Linked DNA regions of Gossypium raimondii: region 2 is linked to region 1. A link is a contact called in public Hi-C data. All regions are on one chromosome and are shown on one strand. The core of a region is the stretch at or near the end of the contact, and the rest is flanking DNA. Distances in the headings are between cores, read along the strand shown. Region 1 holds the start of LOC105790976 (E3 ubiquitin-protein ligase XBAT32). Region 2 holds the start of LOC105790987 (hypothetical protein).

Region 1 (2,996 bases), core at 194-2,693:
TTCAGCACAAACTTCACTTGTCATAATCAAATTCCAATCAAGTTTGAAAACCATACAGATCTATAGCAATAGAGGAAACTAAACTTTCAAGTAACAATCTTACATTGGCCCCAAAAAGAATCAAAATTTGAACAACCTCCCAGTGTCCATATTGACAAGCTTGCATCAGAGCAGTCTGTAGATCACAGTTATTAAGCAAAACTTAAAACAAACAATAGTAACCCAGGAAACCTAAACTAAATTATGTCTGAGAAACCCAAAAGCCACATGAATAATAACTGGTTGGCAAATTTAGAAATGGACTCAAATAATGGATGAGAGAAAAAAGAAACAGAGAATACAAAATTGAATTACCTGACCCCGATAGTTCCTGAGGTTAATATCTACTCCAGACTCAAGCAAGAGCGAAACTATCTGATATAAAAATGAAAAGAAAAAAAATCAGCATTACGGTTAATTTGGAAGAAACGTTTCCAGGCAGAAATTTAAGGTATTGAATACCTCATGGTGACCCTGAGCAGCAGAGTAATGGAGAGGCGAATTGCGAGCTCCAAAAGTTGAATACCTTGCAAGTCTTGGATTGTATTCCAATAAAGCCTTGGCTTCTTGAAGATCTCCATCTCTTGCTGCGGAAACTAGGCGTTCCCCAGATGCGGAACATCCAAAGGAGTTCCCCACAAAGCTTAGAAATCTCATTGATGAGCTTCTCTGTCTGTTCTAAATGCCTAAAAAACGGTGCACCACAAAACCTCTCCTAAATCATAATCCTCAAACCATCCAAATCTTGCGAAATAGACCAAACCAATAACAATGAAGCCTTCCAAAATACATCTAAGAGAAGTTCTAACAGTCAATGTTTCATTTCCTTAAATGGATTGCCACCTTTTTAATTTTGACATCAGAAGAAGAACCTTGCCTGCAATTACTTTAAAAAAGAAAAAAAAATCAGGATGTGACTGTTTTATGGATTAATAAATTGTCTCGTGCTTTTCAAGATGGAACCAAACAAACAAAAAGTTATAAATTCTTCTGACTCTAAGAAAGAAATAAAGATTCCTATCTTTCAAAGTCAAATCCCCATCAAATAAACATCTACAATCTCTAGAATCTCCATTGCGGTCAGATTCCCACTAACAAATACCCAGCTTCAAAATTATCAGGATGACCCAAAATCTGCAAAACCCAATTCCAGATACTCCTAAAAGAATCGGAATTTAAAAGACCCTGATCAAAATAGCATCCTCTCTCTCTCTCTCCCCCCTTTAACAATTGATCAACGTTGAAGCCCTTTAGAAAAGGACTTGACCAAATGGAAGACACGTTTGTACTTAAATGTGGAATAATGGGATGCGGATATAATGTAACCGAAATTGAAATTTGCTACAAATAAGAGAAAGAAAGATCTAAACGGGAGATAAAAATGGGAAATGTTTTTATGAAGACAGCAACCTTTTACTGCAACCTCAACCACTAAATTGACCCGTAAGAACACTTCAAAAATAAAAAATAAATAAAAGCGTGTCCCTATGATTGGCTATTATTGGCCAATTGGCAGTCAACGTTGCTAGTAAGTTCAGGGGTTTTTCTCATTTCTCGGTGAAAGGAAAGTTTATTTCATTGTCAATTATAACTTACAACAAGGTACTAATAAAAGTCAGCTCATCTAGTTGCCAAATCCCATGGTTTTTGTTAACTTTTGGGGGTGTTTAAGATATGAAAATTATATAAAACCTCTTTCGAAACAAAATAGCTAGCGAAAGATAGATGACTGAATGACTTGCAGTCAAATTGATCCAACTATTAATGTTATGGGTGACCATGTAAGACTTGAGTTGGATTTCTGGTTGAAGATACTTCATGCGTTTGAGGCCTGAAGCAATGGCGGTGCCTTCAATTGGACTCCATTTGGATTTTAGAAATTTTAGATTAGTGGTTTCTAACAATGTGGATAGAAAGAATTGTACGGCCTAGGTTTCATTGTAAGTTACACAACCCTGCGGAGAATGGCATGCTGCAGCTGTACGACATCATACATGGGATGGGATGGGAGGCACCTAATTTCATTTGGGTACCAGTTTTTCTTAAGATTATGATTCCATAATAAGTGATAACTTTTAAATTTTAAAGTTTGATATATAAAAAAATTATTTTCTTTAGAATCTAATTTTTATTTAAAAAATATTATAAACAAAATTAAACTTATTTATTTTTATTAGAGTTGTATAATCCAAATTCCTATTAAATAAAATAAGATATTGCTTGCAAGTTAAATTAAAATATATATATATTTTTCTAGAAAATTTAGTATTTATTAGTATAATATATTTAACATTTATTAGTATAATTTATTTAACCTACAATTTAGATTATAAAGAGACTATTTTACAACCTTAGAAAATACATCCATTAAATATTAGAACTTATAACAGCTTTTAGAGAATTTTGTATTTACGTTTTAAGGGTTCTTTATTTTCGAGTTTTGGGATTTAGTTTTTATCTTCATCTTTTGTACTCTTCGTTCTTTTACCATTATAGTAAAATTATATTTACTCGTGACTTTTTATCCTCTTTGGAAGGGTTTTTCCACGTTAAATTTGTGTTCAATTTCTCAATTTCTTTTGCTATTTTTACTTATTCATTACATAATTGGGTTGGTCCTCAACAAGTGATATCAAAGCTAGATCAATTTTCATATATCAACCCGTTCAGATATGGCAGCAGCAGGGTTTGACACTGAGAAGTTCGATGGTATCACAAATTTCAATCTATGTCAAGTTTGGATGATAACAATTCTAGTTCAGACCGGCCTGAAAAAGGTCGTTACTGAGAAAAAGCCTGAGAATCTAGATTAGACAGAATGGGAAGAGCTTGATGAAAAGGCCTTATCTGCAATCCAGTTGTGCCTCGCGAATAGGGTATTGCAGGAGGTATTGATGGAGAAAACCTCATCTGGCTTGTGAAAAAGGTTAGAAACTCTTTATGCGACTAAGTCTTTG
Region 2 (2,974 bases), core at 246-2,745, 520 kb after region 1:
GATACCATCTTAAAAAATAATTAACGATGTTAAATTATTCTCATAATATGTGAAACTTTAACTATCACTTTGATAAAGAAAATATATATGTATCAAACTAAGAAAAGCTATTTAAGTTCTGATATTAAATTGATAAAGAAAATATATATGTATCAAACTAAGAAAACCTATTTAAGTTCTGATATTAAATTGTATATTACTATAGTATATCTCTTGAACATATGGACGCGAAATTTACAGAAATAATATTAAAATAATAATTTATCACTCAAATAATATAGATTTACTTTTATTTACTCACATAATATGTTTTAATAATAAAAATAATAATTTGAGTTTCTCAATGACCAAATTGACTTGAAATTATAATTTTAAAAATAAAAATTATGAAAAATAAAAGCTCTTTAAAATTTTAAAAATTAAATAAAATATAAAAAATTCTAAAATTTAATGTTATCTAATCCAGACCAAACTAATTGGATAAAAAATTGGTTGAGTTATAGAAGCTAGCTAAAAACTCGATTGCACTAATAGTTGTACCAATTTCAAACTGGTCTGACAAATTAGTTCCCATAATCACTGGCCTGATCGGTTCAAAGCAAATAAATTATAAAAAATTAAAAATTACAAAATTGTAAAAATCAATTCAACTATTTGTTTAAATGATCTTTTAGCCTGGGGTTAAACAATCCGTACTAGTTCATGGGTCAACTAATTTTTAAAATTTTTAAACTTTTTAGCCTTGAACATTTACAATAATTTTCTATTAATTTGGTCCATACTCTTTAAAAGTATTTAAAATATTTTTTCATATTTTAAAAACATAAAAGTTTAAAATTATAATTTTAAAATAAAAATGAAAAACTCTTTAGAATTCAATATTAAAATGTTTTAAAATATAAAAAATTCAAAATTCATTGTTATAAATACCGAACTAGACCAGTTGGATAAAAATCATGGGTCAACCAATTTTTACCTTTCATTAGAACAATACCCCAACCAATTTTCTGGTCTAATTTAGTTTAGATAATATTGAATTTTATAATTTTTATATTTAATTTAAAAAATAATTTTAAAAGTTTTTATTTTCATAATTTTTATTTTTAAAATTATAATTTTAATATTTTACTTTTTAATATTAAAAGAACAATTTAAGTTTACTAATGTCGAAATCAGCATCAATTGGAGACCCAAATTATTTTTTACTATTTCAAAATATATCATTTGGGTAAATAAAAATAGATGTATATTATTTAAGTAATAAATGATTATTTTAGTATTATTTCTGTAAATTTCCCAAGTATGGACCTTTGTCACTTAACACGGTCTAAATTGGATTGTAGTAACAGTTTCCAGGGGCTAGCCATGGCCAAGGGAACATAAACAACAAGGGCCTTGGATCATTATTTGCGGGCTTACAGCAGTTCTCTGTTTGATCCAATTTAAAAATCCATGCCATACTATCCCAATTCCCAAGTGCCAACCAAAATTAAAAAATAAATAAAGTAGAAGAAACTTCAAACTTGTTTTTTCGTAAGCTAAAACCCTACTCAACCCAACTGCAGCTAGCTATACTTGGACGAAAGAGCAGAAGAAGAAATACTACAAGCACTAATTACACAAAACCCATGTCCTCCACCCGATACTCCATCTTAGCATTGGCACTTGCTACTCTGTTTTCTGCTTCTTCAGCTATCTCCTGTATCATCTCTCTCCACCCCCTTTTTATTCTTTTTATTTAATTTGTATCAATGGTGGATGTTGATATTCTTTCTTTCAGTTTATATATGGAAGAAAAATTTGATAGAATGGGATTCAAAGATGAAAGAGCTTCAAAAATCCCTCAATTCTGCTTTGGAAAAATGTGCTGCTGAAAGACAAGGTCGGATTAGGGCTCAACAGGTTCTTCCTTCTTTCTTTTATTGTTTTTATTCTTTATGATGACTGTTAGTTTTCTTTTGGTTTTGTTATTTATTTGTATGAAAAAATCCAACATTTGTAGGCATTGAGGAAAGCAGTAGTCGCTCAACCACAAGCCAAGTCTGAGAATTTAGACATACCATCGTATCCAATGGCACCTATTGGTATCGTTCAATCTTGTTTTTCTACAAGGTGATTTCCAGATGGTGCTTCGTTTAAAAAAAATTTAATGACTGATTGGGTAAATAACATTTTTTATTCTGTTCATAGAAGCTATGCAATAATAACGCTTGCCTTGGTAAATAATCTGATTGAAGCTTACTACTAATTTATCTTTGCTACTCAAGAAAGGTTCCAATTGCTTGTAAAATTTATGTAGGAATGGAACCCCTAGGCAACCTCTACTTGTCCCTCTTGCTAGGGCATGTTTGGTTTTTGATTCAACTAGAGTGCCTCCAGCATCACTTGAGGGTCTCGAGGAATACTCTCATTGCTGGATTATATATGTATTTCATTTGAATACAGATCTGGAAAAGTTATGGAAGCATCCATCTAAATCAAAGTTTAAGGCCAAGGTTTGTGGAACTATAATAATGATATATGTATATTCCTTTCTATCTTTTATGGAACTTTCTTATCATCCTTAGACTTCTATGGAAGGTTGGTCACTTAATAGGTCAGAGTTCCAAGATTGAAAGGAGGAAGGCTGGGAGTTTTTGCTACACGATCTCCACATCGACCGTGTCCTATAGGACTTACTGTAGCAAAGGTATGGAGTCATGTACAAATGTGTTATTGTTGCAACATGTTTACCTATGATTTTTTCTTCAATATATCTAATGGAAGTTTTGTTATCAACACTAAAAGGAGGATCTTTCATAAATATATTCCAATAGCACTTTTCTTAAGGGCTAGTGTTTACTTGAGCTCATAACATTTTCATGTCTCAATTGGCAAAATACATTTCTCTGTTAAAAGAAGCCTTTCAATGTCAATATTTTTGTCTGCCTTGAGTAAATTTCTGATACATCATGGAGGATTTTGGTGAAGCATT

What was found. Hi-C and Micro-C count contacts between places; a contact is called where the count stands out from the background.
Region 2: a Hi-C map of leaf shows a contact between it and region 1, with 2.6 times the contacts expected there. The contact joins the promoter of LOC105790987 here to the promoter of LOC105790976 in region 1. A contact is called at or near these places in 2 of 2 Hi-C or Micro-C datasets (both in leaf).

What each region holds. Positions count from the first base shown.
Region 1 is chr8:19,552,935-19,555,930 of ASM2569854v1, forward strand. It overlaps LOC105790976 (E3 ubiquitin-protein ligase XBAT32), which reads right to left and starts at 1,444. Exons shown (of 10, transcript XM_012618794.2): 1 at 502-1,444; 2 at 355-414; 3 at 104-175. The coding sequence starts at 696.
Region 2 is chr8:20,072,706-20,075,679 of ASM2569854v1, forward strand. LOC105790987 (hypothetical protein) reads left to right here and starts at 1,496. Exons shown (of 9, transcript XM_012618808.2): 1 at 1,496-1,701; 2 at 1,781-1,902; 3 at 2,003-2,112; 4 at 2,300-2,495; 5 at 2,597-2,689. The coding sequence starts at 1,629.